2 separate regions of the Mustela erminea genome follow, and region 2 is linked to region 1. The links are chromatin contacts, called in public Hi-C maps. All regions are on one chromosome and are shown on one strand. The core of a region is the stretch at or near the end of the contact, and the rest is flanking DNA. Distances in the headings are between cores, read along the strand shown. Region 1 overlaps MAML3 (mastermind-like protein 3). Region 2 holds the start of SCOC (short coiled-coil protein).

Region 1 (5,389 bases), core at 1,271-3,770:
ACCCAGTCCTGGATTGGATTCCCCACAGCCTGGGCTGGTGGACCTTCCTTCTGTGGTGTGGTGCTCAGCCACTCCTGCTTCTCTTTCCAGGAGCGAGATACGTTAACCACATCTTCAGCTGCTCTTCCTCTCACCCTCCACTGACACAAACGACAAGCGAAACAAAAACCATTACTCCTCTCAGCCTGGGAACAAGAGGCCAAGTAGTTCTGGGGAGGTAGTGCGGTAGCCCAGGTCACACTTAGCCAAAGGAAGAATCGGAAAGAACAGAATCAGAACACTGACCCGGGGTCTAAATTTAGTATTCCTTCCACTAGCACAGGCCCTTCCCAGACTGCAGGTCACTGGTGCCAAGTGTATGCCCAAGAACTGCTTGCAGACTAAATATACAGTATGTCTCCCATAAGTGTACTGTGTTCTATTTTTCAAATGTAAGTGTTGTTGCAAAACCCTTTTTGTCTTTGTAGATTTTCTCGGTAGTCAATTATTAGGTAGACAGCTGTGAAATATTTATGTGAAAAAGAACTTACACTGAAAAATGCCAAGAGCCTTTATGCTACCACAAAGTTTCCTTTAGGCCTGACCCCTGCAGGCCATCAAGATATTTCAGAGTCTCCCCCTTTCCCCCCAGTATTTGCTTCCTGTTTCCAAGTCCTTTCTTCCAATGGGATAAAGCTGCTGCTTGCCACCTTTAGAAACAAATGGCTGATTGACTTAACACTTTAACAAATGAATTCACACTCAAGTAGAAACAGTTAATCAATCAGCAAAAATACAGAATACAGGGTTTTGTTTGTCCCCCCTCCACCCCGTGCGTATTTCAGTATATTTGATATTTCCAAATTTTGATAAGGAGGAGAAAGCTAGAAAAAAATGTGACCCAAGGGAAGATAAAGTTTGCTTCAGCTAGTTTTAGGACAGGGCTGGTTTGGGCTGGCCCTGTTAATCTTTGGGCACTCTGAGATATTCTCTTCCTGGGTGAGCAGGCCTGGGTAGCCGGGGCACATGCTCACAACTGGTAAGTAGTCACGAGTTGGTTTCCTAGCCTTTTCTCCACCCTGGAAGTAAGGGAGAGGAAAATGAAATGGTGATGTAGATACACCCAGCCACTTTTGGCCCCTGTCTTCCTGGGGCAAAAGAAATACCTCAAAAGCACAGTGGGTAAAAAAAAAAAAAAAAAAAAAAAAAAAAGAGAGAGAGAGAGAGAGAGAGAGAAAAAGAAAACTCCCCAAAGAGATAGTTAGGTTATTACTTCCCAGGATTATGCATTTATCCAAATGATTCCCTCCCAAAGGCTTTGCCTTGGGGTTTCTTGCAGAAGACCTACAGACCTAGGGATGGGAGGGCCATGTGCATTTTCAAGGCTTGCCTTCCCTATGAAACATCAAACATGGGTGAATCTAGGTCTTTCTCAACAAGCTCTAATGCATTCAGCAGCGGGTGAGTGACACCTAGAGCCCCAGCCTCAAGTGTGTATTCCAAAGTGTGAGGCTTGCCTTACAAATGGAGCTGGCTGAGGCCATTAACTGTTTCATATTACATGGCAGCTTTTAACCTCCAGTCTAAGAGGGCTTAATGAGCAATAGTCTGTCGAATTTCAGGATTTCAGGCCACCGCTCTTGTTTCTAAGGAGGACACACACTGCGTGTGCAATTAGAGAAAACCAGGCTGAGCTTTCGTCAGAGAAATGTAATGCCTTGAAGCCAAATGATGCAGTATTTTTAGTTTTAATTACCGGCTCGTTCTCCACCCCGCCCCCTGCCCACCGACCTCCTTGCCTTGCCAGTAGCTTCCCCTTAGAAATGCAATTGGCTAACGTAGACCCTCATTACTCCCCAAACCTTCGCACTCTTCAGTAAGAGAAAGGGAGGGGAACAAACCAGAAGCAATGAACCCATTTTACCTAGCTTCTTCTCCAGGGAAAAGATCTTAGCGATTTTTCCAAGGGCTGGAGAGAGGTAGGAGGTGTAAAAAACGTCCTGCCTCCTCCGAAGAGGCAGTTTTCTACTTCAAAAAAAACAAAACAAAAAAAACAGCTGTGGTAAAAATATCTCCCCAGAGCAGCCAGCTGTTTATTTATAAATCTGTGCGTGGCGAAGCTTCATTTCTCTTAAGTGTTTTCAAGAACAAGCGTAGTGTTTGGGTGAGAGGGGCCGGGGTGGCTGGCGGCCAACCCAAAGGGCGCCGGCTCCAGGGCAGGGGGCTCACGAAAGGCTGCCCGTAGAGACGGGGGCCGCGGGGCCGGGACTTGGGGGCGCGCGGGGGGCCTCGAGGACGGCCCCGGCTTCAGCCTTTTCCAGGCGGTCCTCGTCGGAGGAACAAGGAGCAGCTGCTGTTCTCCGCCTGCCCCAGCAGATGGTGGTGTCAGCCCGGCGCTCCGCCCGGCAGCCCCAGCTCCGCCCGCGCGGCGCTCTCCTCCCCCCCACCCCCCGCCCCCCAGATGGCTTAATCAGGACTCCTGTTCCTTCCCCCCACCCCCCGCGCCGCCCCCCGGCCCCCGCCCCGCGCGTCTGGGCGGACGCGGCGAACGTGGAGCCAGGCAGTCAAGTGTTACTGCGTACAGCAGGTAGCCTGGCAACTGAGAGCATAATACCGAGCAGATGGTGTTCGCACGGCGTGATGGACATCACACACGACAGCCTGAGACAATCCAGGAATTCCCTGGTGACTCGAGGCCCTCTTTACACAAAATGAGTTCTCTCTCCATTGCCGTGTATCTCTGGGGTTATCTCCCCCCTCTCTCCGACCGACACCGAACTGGTTTCTTATTACCGACTTTCCTTGCAGCCCGAGGGGAGGGAGCTTTCAGGTCGGGGTGGGGGAGGCCGGAGAAGGAAACGGAAGGGCTGGGAGCGGGAGGAGATGGGGGTGGGGGTGGGGGTGCGGTGGCGCCCGGAGAGGGGAGGGCGAGTGGCGTACACCAGCCCCCGGGGCTGACCGTCCGAGAGGGGCAGAGTTCCCCGCAGCCCAGGCTGCACAAAGCCGGCGCGGGAGGGCGGCGCTCTGGGCGGCCCGGGCTCAGAGTCTTTGCAATCACATGGCCTACGAACAGCCTAAATGAAATTTAGGATTTTACTTAAAAAGTCCCCTGGGGCGTAATTTAGCCTCTTGACTCGATCCTATATGCTTACAAGTCCTTAGGGGGCTCTAAGAAGTCAGGAGTGGGGCGGCAGGCCCGAAGATACGTCTCAGCGCAGGCGTCTCTAACAAAGAAACCGACGCGGCGGTCCCGGGGCGCAGGCGAGTCGCACCGGGGCCGCGGAGGCCCTCGGCCGGCGTGCGCTGCTGCTGAGCGGGTGAGCCGGGCGCGCTCCGGGGGCGCATTGCCCGGGTTCCCCGCACACTGTGCGTGCCGGGGCCAGGAAGGAAATGGGTGCGGAGGGCAGGCGAGGAGATGGGAGGGCTGTTCATGTAGGAAAAAGTAAAAATAATAAAATGGATGTCCCCAAAAACAAATCTATGCTTTTCACACACACTGAACTGGATCAAGGAATTAAAAAAAAAAAAAAATCAATCTCCAGCCCAAACGGAATTCAGCCTAGTTCTATATATCAAGAGGCTCCTATGTCCAACCCGTCACCAGTATCTAGAGGCTTTTTCCTGCAAAGACACTATTCAAGTTTTAAGTTTCAGAAGAAGGAAGTCTTTTCAAAGGTGGAAGCTAACGTTTCACGCAGAACATCACACTTGGTGGGAAAGAGTTCAGCAGTCCTGTGTCAGAGGGCAGCGTAGGATGAATCCGACACCCACTGCAGCCTGATGGACGCGTCTGGCTGTGATTCCCAGAGGCTCAGGGTGGTGAACGGGCATTCTGAGGCTGTGGGAAGTCATCTGACCTCTCGGTTTCAGGCCCCACCTCCTCAAATGAAGATCATATTCATAAGACTCCTCCCTTGACCAGTGGAAACTTTGGAGGTGAGATACAGAAAGAAAATGGTTAAGAAGATGCTCACACCTCTTCCACTTCCAGTTTGGGCTAAATAATGGGCTAAATTCAATCAGAGGTTCTGAAAGTGGGGTTCCAAGATCTACATCATTAGCATTACAGAGGAGCTTGTTAGAAATACAAATTCTCAGGCCCCACCCCGGGCCTACTGAATCAGAACCTCTGGAAGTGCTTTAACATGCCCTCCAGGTATGTTTATGATGCCCCACAGTTTGAGGATCACAGCGCAAATAGTACTCCTGGGGCATCTGAGCTCTCTGGGCCCTGATTTAGATTGCAAAAGCAGTCTTGCACTTTCAAAAGCAAGTCAGACTTTGTTTAGGTTTTTACTGCAAATTCTTCAGCATTTGGAACAAAACTCTTCAACTTTCAGAGGGCTGCTCATGCAATGCAAAGGATGTAATGCAATGTAAAGAATAAGGAATTCTGGAAGGACCCCACAGTCACGATTCTTCCAGGAAGGCCAGTCATCCTGCAAGTCTGCTGGGGGCACTGAGCAGCAGCCAAGATTGAGGAAGGGGTGAGTGAGGCCACTGAACTCCTTTGCTCAGGCAGGAAGCACAGACATAACTGGACTTCCCATCTCCTGGTCTGATACAAGACAGAACTATGGAGAGCTTTGAGGAGAGTTCCCTCTGTTGGGAAATGTTCTTCAAACACAGAGACCAGAAGCAATGATGGAAGAAGACCAGTGACACTTAGAGGGCACCTACTGGATGCCTTCACTTGCATAATTAAACACATTTGGTTGATTAAAAAAACCCAAGTCTTTGAAAGGTTAAGGAAATTGTCTGATGACCCACAGCTGGTGGTGGTGTCCTTGGGATTCTCACTTTTCCATTGACTATAACATACATCTGGTCTAAATTGAGCAGACCACCCAAGAGTGCTGTGGAGTAAAGAGAAGTGGGAAGGGGGTAGGGGGTAGAGAGGAATGGGCATAGAATAAAAAGGTAGAATCTCTACAGGGATCAAAGGGCGAGGCTGAAAGAGCATAAAAATATGCATCATTTTTTATATGTTGCTTGATACCCAAAATTAGGATGCCTTTGTGGTATCAACTTTGACATTTAAAGAAAGGGCATAAGATTAGACCATTCAACCGTAAGTGGAAGGAAGAAACAAAATAAAATAAAACCTTAGAATTCTCTTTGAAGTTGATCAAGTGTCAGGGCAGACGCTTGGTTTCAGGATGGTGGCTCCTTTTAGATTTTCTTTGTCCTTGTCCAGAATAATTTTTCACTGTGGGTGTGAAGAGTTGCTTACAATATATTGCCAGCAGAGCCCCAACAAGGCCCATCCCATATAACCCTCTGTTTCTGCATATCATTGAAGAAGTTTGGATAAAATGTTTGTTTTCTGATCTGTGATGGTTGTGTCCCCATGAAGATTAAGTTTTGAGGCAGTTTACCAATTTAGGAAACTTATCACTGAAATGGCAGT
Region 2 (5,389 bases), core at 1,153-3,652, 570 kb after region 1:
GGAGCCTGCTTGGGATTCTCTCTCTCACTCTCTGTCTGCCTCTCCTCTCTCTCTTTCTCTCAAAAACAAACAAACAAAAGCCCACAGCAACAACAAAGTAATTGTACGATTTACACGTTCAGCAGTCATGAATAGTTCCTTTCCACAACCTGCCCAACACTTACTTCTTATCAGACACATTTAGTGTATTCCAACTTCCAGGTACAGTTACCCTCTAATTTTCTTTTTGTCTATTCTTGTGTCATTACCGCATTTTAAAAAGTTGCTTTAAAAAAAAAAGATTTTATTTATTTATTTATTTGACAGAGATCACAGGTAGGCAGAGAGGCAGGCAGAGAGAGAGGGAAAAAAAGTTGCTTTTAAAATAGATCAAATTACCATATGATCCAGCAATTCCACTCTGGATATACACTGAACAGAATTGAAGACAGGGTCTCAAAGAGATACTTGCACACATCACATTAACATTGTAGCATTCACAATAGCTAAAGGTTGGAAGCAAGCCAAGTGTCCATCACCAGATGAATGAATAAATAAAATGTGGTATATACATACAAGGGAATGTTATTCAGCCTTAAAAAGGAAGGAAATTCTGACACATACTACAATATGGATGAGGCATCAGGATGTCTTGCTAAGTGAAATAAGTCAGTCACAAAAAGATAAATATTGTAAGAGATACCACCTACATGAGGTCCTAAAGCCATCATGTTTTGTAGAGACAAAAAGTATTGCAGTTGCCAGGTGCTGAGGGGAGATTAAATGGGGAGTTGTTTTTTAATGGGTATAGAGTTTCAGGTTTGCGAGATGAAAAGTGTTATGGAGATTGGTTGAATGACAATGTGAATATACTCAACACTACTGAACTGTACACTTTAAGATAGTTAAGATGATAATTTTTTTGTGTTATGTATATTTTATTCTATTTAAAACTAAAAGAAAAAAAAGCCACTCTAACAACAACAAAAAAGTTGCTTTTAATAGTTCTTAGTCTTTGGTGTTCTGCAGTTTCATCAGGATGTGTCCACATATGGAATTCTTTTTTTTTTTTTTAAGATTTTATTTATTTATTCGACAGACAAAGGTCACAAGCAGACAGAGAGGCAGGCAGAGAGAGAGAGAGGGGGAAGCAGGCTCCCCACCAAGCAGAGAGCCCAATGCCGGGCTGGATCCCAGGACCCCAAGATCATGACCTGAGCGGAAGGCAGAGGCTTAACCCACTGAGTCACCCAGGCGCCACCACATATGGAATTCTTTATTTTACACCTGCTCAAGAGTAAGTGCTTCTTGAATCTGAGCGTTCAAATATTCCACAATCCTGAACAATTCTTAGTTATTATTCTTTGATACGGCTCACAACCATTCTCTCTAGTTTCTCTTTCTGACATTCCTACTGGATAGACCCTGGGCCTTTCTTATTTTCCATTTATTTAGGTCCTGTGTTGCATTCTAGTAATTTTCTCAAATTATGTATCATAGTTCCAGCCAAATGTATAGTTCTTAATACTTAAGTGGAATATTTTTTACATATTTCTTAAAAGGGTTAAGGCAATAGATCAGCAAACTGAACCAGAAGTGAAAAAAGTCAAGAAACAGGCAGACACAGGCTCTCCTCTACAACTCAGGAGAATGTGCCAAAGCCAAAACAATATAGTATTACTACCTCGTACTCTACAAATACTAAACCCAAGCCATTTTGTGTCAAGTGCTAGATACCAATGAACGCTATCAAGCCAGATTGCATTACATCCCAAAGCCTGGCAGCAGCATTTCATACTGCATGTATGACCTCGAGCAAGGCATTTACTCTTAAGCTTCATTTGTTTTCTGTGGGTTACTGTGAGAATCAAAATGAGATAAGGTGAGCAAACGCTCTATATACCAAAGTACTGTTAAGGTATTTTCTCAATGCTAAAATATCCTTAAATGGTCAAGTGCACTACGGATTTAATAATCGTTTGGAAAGGATGAGGAGAGGAACAATCCACTAGGGGTGTACTTAGGAACTTTCCGATTTGGGAAGTGAGAAAAGTTGGAAAAGTCTCCTTTTAGAATTGAGGTACCTCGGTATTGCACTGGCTTTACCTATTATGTCCACAAATGCCCTTTTCTTAAACTTGAATGATTTACCTCTCCCCCAGCATTTCGCTTTACCAACCTCCTTCCTGACAGCTGTCAGAATTTTCCATACTGGCTTTCTGACCGCAATTTCTCCGACCCCTGCTGAGACTGAAGAGCGGCTTTCTTTGGACTGGCTTTCTCACGCTTAACTTCGCTCCTGTACTGTCATTGGCTGTTGCTTTTATCGGACCCGCCCACAACAGCCTCAATCCTGATTGGATGCCAACGTCCTTTTGTTATGGCGAAAGGTGGATCATGGGGCTTTGACAAAGGACGATTGGGGCGTCGTACAGCTAATGCGCAGGCGTGTCTTCTTGAGTGGGGATTGGTGGGCCACGGCGCGGGACGGGGAGGGACAGGGCGGGACTCCCGACACGGCGCAGGCTCTGTGGACGCAGAGGGCGGAGCTGCCGATACCGGTTGGTCCAAGAGTTGGGGCCTGAGGCGTCTTCCCGCTCCCTCCCACTCCTGGCTCCTTCAACGGCAGGTGAGGGCTGTCAAGGGCCGCGGAGGGCCTGGCCCCGGGCGACTGGAGTTGCGACTCCGGTACAGCGCCTGGGGAGTGGGGTGGAATGGGGGGCGGGAGGGCTGGACGCGGCCCGGCGCACCAGGCGCCCAGGAAGAGCGGCTTCGGGCCCGGGCATTTGGTGGGCGCTTCAGGCCTGACTCCCTGCAGAGCCCCTGCGTAACCTTCTTCTCATCTTATTATTGGGTTCCTTTGGGGAGGGGCTGCTCGCGTCCGTTAGGCGGACCCCCCCGCCGCCTTCTCGCGCCTCTTCTGAGTCGAAGGCCGCTGTCCAGCCTCCCGCCCTGAACTGGGACTGCAGAGGGATGCTTGGGCAGGATGGGCCTGGCACGCCGGGACTAGTCCGTGGCTGCTCTGCGGAGAGCCCGGGAGGTGGGAGGAGAGGACGCCGAGGCGGGGAGGGTGGCGAGCGAGCGGTAAAATAAGGGCTGGCGACAGCTTTCCTGGCGCCGAAAGGAGCTCCCGGTTAGTTTCTACTTGGGCTTCCCTCAAGGATCCTGCCCAGCAAGTTTTGGGGAGTTAGGATTGAAAAGGAGAAAGAGGATGCCTTTGGAAAGGCAGGACTTTTGTTATACAATGTATCGATTCCACTACTATGACGTAACAATGTTAAGGACCTGCTGTGCTATGTGCCCGGCGCTGTCTGTACCTGATGATCCAAAGCTATGCTTGTGTATTCTGTGGCTGTACTCCTCGATTAAATTCACTATAGCTAGCCATTCTCTGGGGATCCACCTTCCGTTCCTGTCCTCCTTTGGCCAGTGAATTTCTTAATCCTGTGGGATCTGAAACTGGATTTATCTAGCCAGAACAATGCAAAACTTGAACAGGCCTGAACAGACAGACCAAGTTGAAAGTGGATGCGCCGTGAATGGAATAAAATTTATCTTTAGTTGCTTAGTAAAATGTCAAAGGAATTTAACATCAAAGACTGCAAAAATATTTGGCACACATAGATTAGGGCTGTATTTCCATTATACAATGGAAAAAACAGGGACTTCATAGTTAGACCTGCTTTCAGCATCTTGGTACAAAATTGGCTGTGAAGTCTAAGGCAGATACGTAGCCTTTCTGAGGTACAGTACCCACGAATATAAATTACAATGCCCTTCTGTTGATTTGATGAACTAATAATATATGTGAAGCATTTAGTATGTTAATCAACAATGACATTATTTTAGTAGTCTTATTCACTAATAAGTGGATGACATGAAAATCAGTTTTAGATGCAAACAAGTTGGGTGGGTATCAGGAAAAAGTCAAAATCTTAGGTCTCAGAGGTGAGCATTCCTGTGGCGGTGTGATGGAAAACAACTAGCCTAGTAGTCTTGGCTCTGTCAGTGACTACTTTTGTGATTTTGGGTAAGCCATTATTTGGTCTCTGTTTGTTTGTAAAATGAAGTGGCTAGACCAGGTGATTTTACCAAAACTTTTTGTGGCCTGAGTTAGAGCCAAAAGGTAGAGGAGATAATAGCTAACATTATGAGGTATCATTGAAAGTACCGTACATTTCAACTTATTCTTAAAACAAAAATGTGAGGTACATACTTTTATCATTTTACAGATAAGGAAACTGAGGCTGAGATGTTAACCTTGCTCAAGATTTCAGAGCTTATAAATAGCAGAGCTAGGATTTAAATCCAGGTAATATAAATTTATGTCCTTTATCACTGTGCTAAACTGCTTAACAGTGGTACTATTCAGGATACTATAAGAGAAGGTAGAGTTCTCCTTTGGTAAAAGAGTAGTCTTTGATCACAGAAGTGTGGGCATGGAAAATGGATCCATCCTAATGTTTGTCACACTTCCTGACTCTTGTTCTCTCTGCACTTTTTGCTTCCTGGACTTATACTATCAAAATAATTCTAGATTCTCTTCTCCCCACCAAGGCCAGATGAAGATAGGCACCAGAACGTACTGTAATTTGAGAAAAGCGTTTAAGATCCAACCTAGGCTTAGGTCAGAGTTGACAGATCTTCAAGAACCATATCTATTTCGGAGTGAAGGCAGCTTTAGAATAAACAGATCAGCCTTAACACCCCACACTCATTTCAGTGTCCTCATGCTAGAGATACTTTGGTCTAGATTTTCTTTTTCTTTTTCTTTTTTTTTTTTTTTATTAAGTAGGCTCCGTTCCCAACATGGAGCCCAGTACCAGGCTTGAAGTCAGGACCCTGAGATAAAGACCTGCGCTGAGATCAAGAGTAGTACGCTTAACCACCTGAGCCACCCTGATGCCCCGAAAATGAACTCTTAAAAGTACATTTCACATGAAATTGAATTGATGTGATAGCAAATATAGACTGAGAAAAAGATTTTATAGTTGAAAAACTCAGTCTGGTATTAAGTGCATATTATGACAAAGTACCTGTGCTAATGTAGACATTGTGAGGTTTTAGGATTGACTGTATTTTGGAAGAAAATAAAACCTGTGGCTAAAATACTTTGATAAAAGAGTTCAATGAACCTTCTGACCTTATAAAATCAGTCTGTTACTCTAAATTTACTGGAAGACCTTGAATATATGCAAGAATAGCATTTTGAGGCCAGCCTGTTTAATCCCGTCAGAATAATAAAATTACTGTTTGTCTTTGTTGTTGCTGTGGAGAAGCAGCCAGCAGTGCTCTTGTCTGCTTCATTGAAGAGTCATGAATACCCTTTTGCCCAGGGCTGCCACCTAGAGTTGGACAGATTTTGTGCTGTACACTCATGGAGGCTATCTTACATAGACTGTGATGTGTA

The links. A called contact is a pair of places that touch in the nucleus more often than the background predicts.
Region 2: a contact with region 1 is called in a Hi-C map of spleen, with 2.5 times the contacts expected there. The contact joins the promoter of SCOC here to the enhancer-like site in region 1. A contact is called at or near these places in 2 of 3 Hi-C or Micro-C datasets (fibroblasts and spleen).

What each region holds. Positions count from the first base shown.
Region 1 is chr2:93,786,576-93,791,964 of mMusErm1.Pri, forward strand. All of the region lies in intron 2 of MAML3 (mastermind-like protein 3), which reads right to left. Among named protein-coding and RNA genes, the nearest start is that of MGST2, 43 kb to the left of the region's middle. Within about 2 kb of position 2,521, the one cell type or tissue checked has open chromatin away from gene starts, as enhancers often do. A contact at or near this core is called in fibroblasts, where this site is marked.
Region 2 is chr2:94,361,207-94,366,595 of mMusErm1.Pri, forward strand. It overlaps SCOC (short coiled-coil protein), which reads left to right and starts at 2,403. Exons shown (of 5, transcript XM_032333460.1): 1 at 2,403-2,450; 2 at 2,452-2,608. The coding sequence starts at 2,418. It overlaps LOC116584746 (a long non-coding RNA gene), which reads right to left and starts at 2,346. Exons shown (of 3, transcript XR_004283313.1): 1 at 2,159-2,346.